Regions from separate parts of the Columba livia genome. Here region 1 is linked to region 2. A link is a contact called in public Hi-C data. All regions are on one chromosome and are shown on one strand. The core of a region is the stretch at or near the end of the contact, and the rest is flanking DNA. Distances in the headings are between cores, read along the strand shown. Region 1 overlaps RGS9 (regulator of G protein signaling 9). Region 2 overlaps CEP112 (centrosomal protein 112).

Region 1 (4,829 bases), core at 2,302-4,801, 280 kb before region 2:
GCAGATGGAGAATTTATGTGTGTATATATATCCTGGGAAATGGTGTCTTATCTGAATTACTTGCTTGGCCATGAGGTGTCAGCACACTGTACACAGCACAGCTGGAGCCAAGCTTGCAGGCATTTCTCCGAGTAGGACTCAGACTTCAATGCCAAGATTGGGGCACATTTGTGTCCCCAGCTTGGGTCCACCTCTTATTATTAATGACAATTATTTAATTTTAAAGCAAGCTCATTAAAAGACAGCTGATTGCAAGGGAAAATAAAGCAAACCCCTCATGGGAAGCTGTATGGCACAGCATCATTCCTCCATCCAAACCAGAAAAGATCCCAAAGAGCCAGCAGTGCTGCAGGAGGGCAAGGGCTCCAGAGCACTGCTCCAGTAGCTCCAGTTTCCCTTTTGTGGCCTCTCAGTGCCACGATGGGTTCTGAGACCATGGCTTGAACTGCACCCTGGCAACACCTGGGAAGATCTAAAATCCATGTTAGTGTTTTGAGCCTCTGCAAACTTAGACTGATGCATTGCCACAGTCTTGGTGCTGTTATCAAGAGTGTTAGAACGTCGCTTTCAGTACCTTGTGTCAGTGTTTGGTGATGGTTTGTTCGTTCAAGCGTGGAGGGGTTTCCTAGGTGTGTGTGATGTGGGTCGTTGTTCCGTAGTTTGGCCATGTGGCCTGTGACTGTCGGTGTTTTGTATTTCTAATTGTAAACGGAGCTTTGTCTGTGTGGCTGCCGTGGTTCCTCGCACTGGCTGCTACTGTGAGATTTTACGTCTCTCCTCACACATGCTCAGCGGTCCCTATTTCCCTCGGGGTCTGGGACAACACTTGTAATCACAGGGCAGTTTGGGAAAATCAAGGGGCTGTTTCTGTTTCCAAAGGCTCTTTCCCAAGGGAGCAGAACGATGCAAAGCAAATGTTGAGCAGTGGGTTGCTGCCCCACACTGCCCGTGATGCTTCTCTTGTACAAATGAGCATTTGCTCTTTCTGGTGTTGCTTTGTTGGGATGATCTGGTTCTGCTTTGGCACTCACCAGCAGTGGCCACCTATTACTTCTGAGAGACAAATACGGTGTCTTTTGTGATGTTTTTTTTTTGTTAATATTGTTACTCAGCCACTCCTGATGAGACACTGGTAGTGTATAATCCAGGAAACACGAGAGGAAGACATTGTGGTGTATAAGAATTAATGATATTATATTCAATATAATGTACATATTATAAGCGCTATTCTACAATTAATATTTCTCTCTCTGGTTTGAGGTTCCTCTTGTCACCTCTTTGCCTTCTACTCCAGAGGCCAGCGGCGGCTGCGGATCAGCCGTGTGTCTGGGGCTGGGACGTGGGTCGTGCTCCGTGCACTCAGTAAACGCTGTAACGTGGAACCTGGTTGTCTGTGGTTTTCTCCTTGGCGCTGCCGATGTGCACAGAGCTGGGGGACTGCTCAGCACCCACTGCCCAAGCTGCCTTCCTCACCTTCCTCACCTTCCTCACCTTCCTCACCTTCCTCACCTTCCTCATCGCCTCGGCTTGCTGAGGAAGATGTGCATCTTATCCCAGTTTCACAAGCTGATGAATGCATGCATTCTCCGTGATGAACTTGGGCACCACTCTTATTTATTATGTGCCTAGCAAGAGTAACGTAACTGGTGCTATATAATACCCAGCTCCCATAAGAACCTCTTTTTAGCGGTGTGCAGTTTGCTGGCCACAAGGAACACACCAAGAAACTCTTATCAAAGAGGTGGGTCTCAGTGTGCTGGCCTTGGTGAGGGGTGGCACTTCACTGCAAAGAGGCGCAGAGGGAAATATTTGTAGAAATATGCCTGGGTTTGTTTCCAGTGGCCTGGAGCAATCAGCGTTTCATCTCCAGACACAGTGTTGTGGCTGCTGAGTACAGACCTGGCGGTGGCTGTGTGGGGCACACACAGGTGATGGAAAGCTCAGGCTCTGGTGACCTGTTCTGCTCCTTGGGGGTGGACTGTGAAGCTCTCTCCATCTTTGTCAAGGAATTCAGTGGTTCTTTGGCCTCATGCTCATCCTCTAAACCACAGGAAGGACTTTGGGATCCAAAACTGGCTGCTCACTCAGGGCTTGGATGCCCTGGTGCAACTGCATCCAAACAGACACATACATACGTGTCCCAGAGGTCAGCACTGGGCATCCCCAGATTTATCCCTTCAGGGCACTGCATTTTTTCCCTCAGTATCTTTCAACTTGAGGACTCTGACAATTTTTTCCCCTGGTGGGACAGGACCCCATGCCTTTCTTTCCTTCCTTCCTTCCTTCCTTCCTTCCTTCCTTCCTTCCTTCCTTCGCCCCTGGACCCCCCATGCTCCTGCTGACTGCGGGTTGCAGACTGCTGCTCCGGAGGCCCCGGATCCCTCCTGCCACCACGCTGCGCTCACACGGTGACATCTGACGGTCTGGCCCCAGCCGGAGGCCTGACGTGCTGGAGTCGGGAGCGCTTTCAGCTCTCGAGTTCAAATCCCCTCGCTGTGCAGGAGCCCATTTAATGCTGCCTGGAGTCACCTGGAAGAATTAGCTCACTGCAGCAACTTAGACATCCAAGGTATTCCGATAATGTGAGGGATGTGTAAGGTTAATGACTGGAAAAAGTGATCGCTCCCTGTGGGCAGTTTCTCAGAAAAATCCCTGCTGCTTGGCTGACAGAAGAAAGGAGACTCAAGCAGTAGTGAGGAAGCCCCGTGCCCTCGCCAGAGCTCCACGGTCCTGCCTCCTGCGGCTGTGGGGGCTGGCACGGACCCACGGGGCGGCCATGGCCCTGCTTTGGCTCATCTCTGCTCCAGGTCTGAGCTGACAAGCTGCAGCGGGGGCTGCAGTGGTCAGACTTTGAATATTGTTTGAACAAACTTGGAAGGAAGATGCTTAATTAGCTGTGTGCTTCTACAACGTGCTCAGCTCCATCCGTGGAGGTCCCACGTCAGGGTGGGCTCCTCCGCCACCCTTTGCTCAGGCTCACGCTGACCCATGGCTGCTGGGATTTGTTTGCTTGTTCGCTCTGCAGCCCTGGGCCAGCCTGAAAAGCAAGAGCAGCTTCTGGGGTTCCCCCAAGCCTGTGTGAGGGCTCTTCCCAGGCTGCCTCAGCCAGCAACCTCAAGGGGACACTGTTGGGACAGGATGGGAGCGAGTCCCATACTGGTGAACCTCAGCGCCTTGCTGGGGCGATGGGCAGGAGGGGGATCCCGCGGTGTGGGGCTGCCGGCTTTGGGGTGACCCTGCTGTGTGGTCGTGCCGTGGGGCTGGGTACGCGCTGCGCTGGACCTGCTCGCCAGGGTGGATGGAGAAGTGTATGTGGGGACATACCCAGCTCAGTGAACCTGATTAAAATCAGAGATCTGTTTTCCACGCTAGCGGCATCTCTCAAATCTCTCTTAAAGTCTGACATTTCACTCTCTCCTCTCCAGCTGGGACATACAGCCCAAGTGCCAAAAACACTGAGGGCTTGTTTTTTTCTTGTTTTTTTTTCTTTTTTTCCCTCTGAAGTCTTGGCCTGAGCATTGCTTGAGTCTCGTTAATTTAAAAATGGAACAAAGAATGCTCAGCATCCAGCAGGATCAGGCCTGAGGAGCAGGAAGGACCAGCTGGCTCAGGAGAGGGCTTGTTCCCATGAGATCCCCCGTGTGGTTTTGGCAGGCGGCGGGGTTGGGATAGCTCTGCGAGCAAACTCTTCCTGCCTGACATGCCAGCCGTGGCGGAACAGCTGACTCAGAGCATGACAGCTCTTCACAGCATCCCCTTGTGAAAGGAGCCGTCAGGAGCGTCCCTGACACCGCCGCCTTTACATTTTGCGAGGGTGGCTTGAAAAGCGAGATGTAAACCGAGCCCACGTCATGATGCTCTGGGAAACGGTGCTCTGTGGGTGGAATTCACCTCTGTGCAGGGCTGCATCGCGTTACGGCCTCCTCAGGTCCCAGAATAGAATGTCAGTTGAACTGAAGTGGTTCACGGTACGTTCACCCCAAAATCTGAATATCTGAATTATGACAATGATATTACGAAAGAGTCACCATGACTTGGCTTTTTGGGGTGGAGGAGCCTCAGGGATGCAGGAAGAAGCCCAGTCACCGGGGTAGATTTCCCCTTGCCGCCAGGGATATGTTTTATGCATTTTGCAATACGCCTGGCCCAGAAGCAGAGGTGAGCACCTCACAGGATCCCTTTTAGGGCAGAGGTTCCCAGATCTGTTCTGCACCACACTAAAGAGGGAAAGATAAGCTCTCACAAGTCAGTTTACTTTTTAAAATTCATGTTGCCATAGCAGCTTAGCACACTGTCTCAAGTCGTCCTTCTTGCAAAACTTTGATCACCATGAAAACAGAATTATGTTGTTCTCTAACATGTTCTACATATAAATATACCGAAGTTCCCATAGTTCATGCTTCAACATTTCTGCAAAGACCTCTCTTATTTCTCGCTCACAAAAAAATTCTCTGGCCAAAGGGTGATATTGTAAATCACCGAGCTGCGTTGGGCTCAGCCTCGGTGTGAATCCAGCCCGTGAGCAGCTCTGTGGTCCTGCAGCTTGTGTTCCCAGCCCAGGTTCTGGTTCCAGTGGCTTCTAACACACTTGGGAACACCTCAGTACTGGACACTAGCCACTAGCTCCCAAAATTGCAGGAAACCCTCCTCCCTTGGCTCTGCTCTCAGGCCACCAGCCTTGTCTCTTCCCTGGAGTATTAAAAGAGCAGAAATTCCTCTGAAATATCTCACCATGTGTTGTTATCCAGCAGAAGTGCTGTGCTGCGTTGTCCCCACTCACCTCTAGTCCCATTGTGCTGGGTTCTGTCTGTCCCCGGGGAAGGAGTCGG
Region 2 (4,872 bases), core at 640-3,139:
CTGATGTATTTCATTAGAAACTGGCTCCCATCCCTCCTAAGCTCAGCTGCCCTCTTTCCCAAACACAACTGAAGGAGCTTTCAACCTGTGAGAACAAGCAGAAAATGTAGACGCAAAAGAAAAAAACCCTTCTTGATTTAAATAAAAGTCATCTTAATAAAATTAAATGGTTATGCAAATATTAATCAAGTATTTATTAATCAAATCTACTCATTTTACCCCAAGATTCCAACTATTGAGACGTGCTTCGAGGTCACTGTCATCCAGAGACATGGCTTTTTTATGGTGATGCTCCTGGAACACAAAAAAGTCAAATAAAATATCAGAAGAGTATTAAGAACAAAAGCTGCTCATCAGACTTGGCCGTGTCTACAGTGCACTTCCTAACAGGGCCATCATACCTCTGACGGCTTTAAACTAAATAGTAGGATACCGTGCTAAGAAAGGAGTTCAGAGGATAAATCAGCCTGCCTCCTCACTTTGATCTTGTTCTTTATCTTATTTATTTCCAAAGCAATGCCCTCCTATATAAAGGGTGAGTTTACTAAACAAAACCCAAACCACTCCATTCTTCAGGCAGCATATTTATTACAGAAATGAGCTGTCTCCACAGTACCTTTTGTGTGGCTAATCCAGAATTCAGAGATCACCTGATCAGCCTCCAAATAAAGATAATAATAAGCATAATTAAAGGAAACCACAGCAAGGCAGGGATAGTTAGAGAGCTGCAGAGGATGGAGTAGCTGACCAGCTCGAGGCTGGGGCTCCTCTTTGCAGAATTTCCACCATTCAATAAGAACTCTGGTTGTTGTTCCTCAAGGATACATCTTTCAGTTTGTCCTGCAGGACAACGGTAACTACTGATTGTATTTAATGTGTCAAATAGGGCAGCTGGTATAGAACGTTTTCCTGAACTGGGATGTAACACTATTTAGAAAAACAGCGCAGGAATTACTTTGTCTCGTTGAGTTTTGTCAGCAAGAGGTTTGTGTATTGGCACCTCTTCTTTAAACCTGCTCAATCATGATGAACATACAGTGAATGGAGCTTTGACTTCAGTTAATCAACACTTGGTTGAGGCAGCTCAATGTTTCTTACAAGACTCCCTGTTCCTCTACCTGGGCCCGAATTATGCCAGAACATCTGTGCGGCACTGACAGCAGAACAAGACACTATTTGTTCCAGCGAGCCAAATGTTCATCAAACTGTTTGGCAAAGCAAGAGAGGATTATTTCACTTAAAGCTGTAATCACAGCAGAATCCAGAATGTGGAGCTAAAGAACAATGAAGTGCAGTGATTTGCCCAGCATCGCCCCGGGAGCTCGTGGCAGAGCCAGGAACAAAAAACACCAAAACCAAACAAAACAACAAAAAGCTTTAAAGGCCCAAATCTAGATTTCAACTGAAGGAAATCCTTTTCTTTACAATAGATGCTCCATAAGAAGTATTTCTTTAAGTCAAGTAAAACAAACAGGAAACCCATAAGGAGAAATTTAGTAAATCCAGCATCTGTTGGTTTGGTTTTTTTTTATTTTTAATTACGGTATTTCTTTTTTTAATTACATTTGTATACATAAAATCAACACACACACAAGTACATTCATACCAGAGCCTAGAGCAGAGACATCCAATTTTTGCCCACAGACCACTTGTCAGCAGCATCCCCTTGCTAGTCCTCTATTCCAAATGCACAGCAGAACACAAGTTATTTAGAAAGATACACCCCAGAACCATCTTCCAGTTTATCCCACTTGCACTTCATGCCCTCATTAAGTCTATACGAATTGCTCACAGCCCACTTGGAGCTGCAGACTTTCCACACTGTTCCTCCAATACAATAAAATAACATGTGCAGACCTACAATGTACATATGGCAAATTCAGCGTTTCACGGAGGAATGGACGCTTATAGATGCGCTGGGGAAGGAACTGCAGAAGACTGGACACTACACAGCTACAGAACATGTTCACGAAGGAAAACAACATCCTAGCTGATAAATTGAAACTTGCTCCTGCAAATACATGTTTCAATTTAAATGCTTGCGATTCTACACGCAATATCATTAAACATTCTGGATTAAGAGGGTTTTACATGAAGTCTGTTTAGTGTCCTTCCCTGAGCCGTAATGCTAGTTGTGGAAAGTTTGATAAAACAAACGGTCCAAAATGCGCTCTTTCAGAGGTCAGCCATCATTACACGCAGCCGAAGCCAACTAAGCAACTTCCTTTAATCTCCTATTGCAAAATACAAGATGATGTCAGTACAGTCAGGGTGCCAAGCCCAGGGAAAACAATGCAGCAGACATGAAACACACTTCACTAAACAGAGGTCAACCATCAGGATGGATTGAGAGCATCCTACGAGACATTCTTTTCCCCTGCACTTGCAGAGGGCAGATTTTGATGAGCTTTAGTCTTCCCTATCGCTCCTTCCCAGACGTCTGCACTTGTACACAGGGATCACGACTCACGCAATTAAAAATAAGCTTTACGGGGATAGACAAAAACGACTCATTGAAACTAGAGCAAGTTTTAGGACAAAAAGCATCTTACAGAGCGTGGTGTGGTTAGATTATCTTCATCTGTGCGGTGAGGAGGACTCATCGAATGGGATCTTAATGCCGGCTTCTCATTGCACTTGAATCTTTCCCTGTTATTAAAAAGAGTAAACAGAAAGAGAAGAATTGATTCTCAACAACTTGCGGCACACAAAGGATGCTAATCTTAACATAAAATCTTTTAAAATACACGAGAGAAAATACTTGTCAAGATGTAAAGATCAAAAATAGTAGAATAAAAAATGTATTGTTAAAGGTAAACAAAAGCTTTAAGCATTCCACTAAAAAACAGCCCAAAACCCCCACACCAACAAAACCACCAGAAATATTGTGTACGTCACAGTATATTAAAAAGTGTTCTTTGTATCTCTAGGTCACTACGTGACCCAATAACTCCCAATAGATTTTTAGAATAAATTTATCTGAGAAGACTGATCTAAGGGAATGGTTTTGAAAGAAAAATTACTATACATATGAGACAGCAAAGGATAAAATCCAGCAACTCAGAGAAGAAACAGGAATGAAGGTGATGGTTGGCCGTGCCATAGGGGAGAAGACTTGGGGAAGATCAAAAAAAATACGAGGTTGGATCAAGGTATATCTACATATAATACACAAACCCGAAGGCAAGGGCAAGAACTACATGTACAGCTCAACAGAAAAGCAATGACATGAAAGGCCAGGGTGGAGAGTAACACGTCAAAGAACAAGTCATAAAGACGGTATTAGTCACGTTGCGTTTCAGCTCTATTTTATGGACCCGAGTGGTGTATATATAGGGGGACGGTAAAGAAAGGCGTGCAGGACAGGATACAAATGCAGCTTCAACAAGGACAGAAAAAAAAGTGTGTAGGGTTTCTTGTTTTTAAAGATTTAGCCATAAATAAAGCATTTGAACAAAAGGAAATTAAGAATAGCAGATAGGTGAAGATAATCTTCACTGATACACCTGGTCAACAGACCTTTCTCAACTATAGAACAGTGACACAACAGCCTGGAAGAAAACAAAACAACAATAAGACTTTATTAGATAGGTTGATAGAGCAGAAGATCCAAAACACCCTTCAGCACTCTCAAACACACACATATTAAAGTAATTAAAACCTCCCGTTAGCCCATCCACCTTCACAATGACTAGCGACACTGTATTAAAATCAAGTCAGCCCATTAAAATACCTTTCATTCTTCCCATCCAGCAGCAAATTAGACAGTAAGCAATGCCAAAAAGACACTGAGACAAATGAAGTGTTTATGAACAGCAAGAAAACTGTTGGATGTACAATGTAAACTCGTCACTTCTAGGAAGACAAACACAGACATTTTTCCTGAAGCGCAGGGCCCCAGTTCTCATGGAACCAATGGGGAACAGCCCTTCCAGCACCAATAAATACCCACAACATGCGCAAAGTAACAGTTCCAAAGCAGTAAATGGTTTAGATAAGCAGAGACATCGAGGTAAAAAGGGTGAAAAGAAATATAACACAATGACTGTCTTTAGCATTCCAAATCATGGATTTCTTACGACAATTTCATTTGACGCAAAATTATCGTTCATTAAAAGGAGACAAATCTTTGCCCCTCAGTAAACCTGCACTTTTATCAGGTATCTTTTCTGAACAATATGCAGGTTACCTAACAATTCAATATAGTCCCAACTGTTTAAAAACAGAATTAATGCCCCTATCATTAAAGAGATTAAGGAATACCAATAAATATTCAAACCAACCCAAGCTACCAGTGATATTCCTAAATTGACAAAATGGGGGAAAGAAGTCTAGACATATTCTTAGTTCCCTATTTGCTATTTTGAAGATGATCTGAAAAGGAAGTTGCTCTACTTGATTCTATAAAGAAAATTGGAGAAGACAATAAAGGATGGAGCAGAGTTTTGCTCATATCAAGCATATACTCCCGTTCACTCCCTTCTCCAGCCTTCTGCTAATGCGAGTCGGCCCCAGAAATCACAGCAGGTGAGTGGAGAATGGTCGGAGTCCTGACACCAGCCCTGGCACCTCCTGCTCCAGCCGAAGCAGAGCTGGGATGGGAGAAGGAAGCAATTTGCTGCTAATAAGGGAGATCAGTAAATAATTTCCTACTAGGAACAAAGTAAGGGAAACTCACTGGTTCCTCCTGGTTCAGCACAGCTACACACTGATATTTAACAATGTTTTTCAGCCATAATCTATAAACATAAAGAAATTTTCCTACGGAGTCACCAAGACAAGGTTTTGTTCAAACCAGACTTTGCATTCCTAAAACCAATTATTTTATGTTTCGAAACAGACGCACCTTTCTAGCACCAGATGGCTTGGTCT

Evidence for each region. Hi-C and Micro-C count contacts between places; a contact is called where the count stands out from the background.
Region 1: a contact with region 2 is called in a Hi-C map of liver, with 4 times the contacts expected there. The contact joins two enhancer-like sites. A contact is called at or near these places in 2 of 2 Hi-C or Micro-C datasets (crop and liver).

What each region holds. Positions count from the first base shown.
Region 1 is chr18:11,439,628-11,444,456 of bColLiv1.pat.W.v2, reverse strand. RGS9 (regulator of G protein signaling 9) reads left to right here. Exons shown (of 19, transcript XM_065034990.1): 19 at 1-1,382. Among named protein-coding and RNA genes, the nearest start is that of RGS9, 31 kb to the left of the region's middle. Within about 2 kb of position 3,551, at least 2 of the 3 cell types and tissues checked have an H3K27ac peak away from gene starts, as active enhancers do.
Region 2 is chr18:11,160,833-11,165,704 of bColLiv1.pat.W.v2, reverse strand. CEP112 (centrosomal protein 112) reads right to left here. Exons shown (of 26, transcript XM_065034982.1): 6 at 2,553-2,649; 7 at 220-294. Among named protein-coding and RNA genes, the nearest start is that of CEP112, 9.2 kb to the right of the region's middle. Within about 2 kb of position 1,889, at least 1 of the 3 cell types and tissues checked has an H3K27ac peak away from gene starts, as active enhancers do.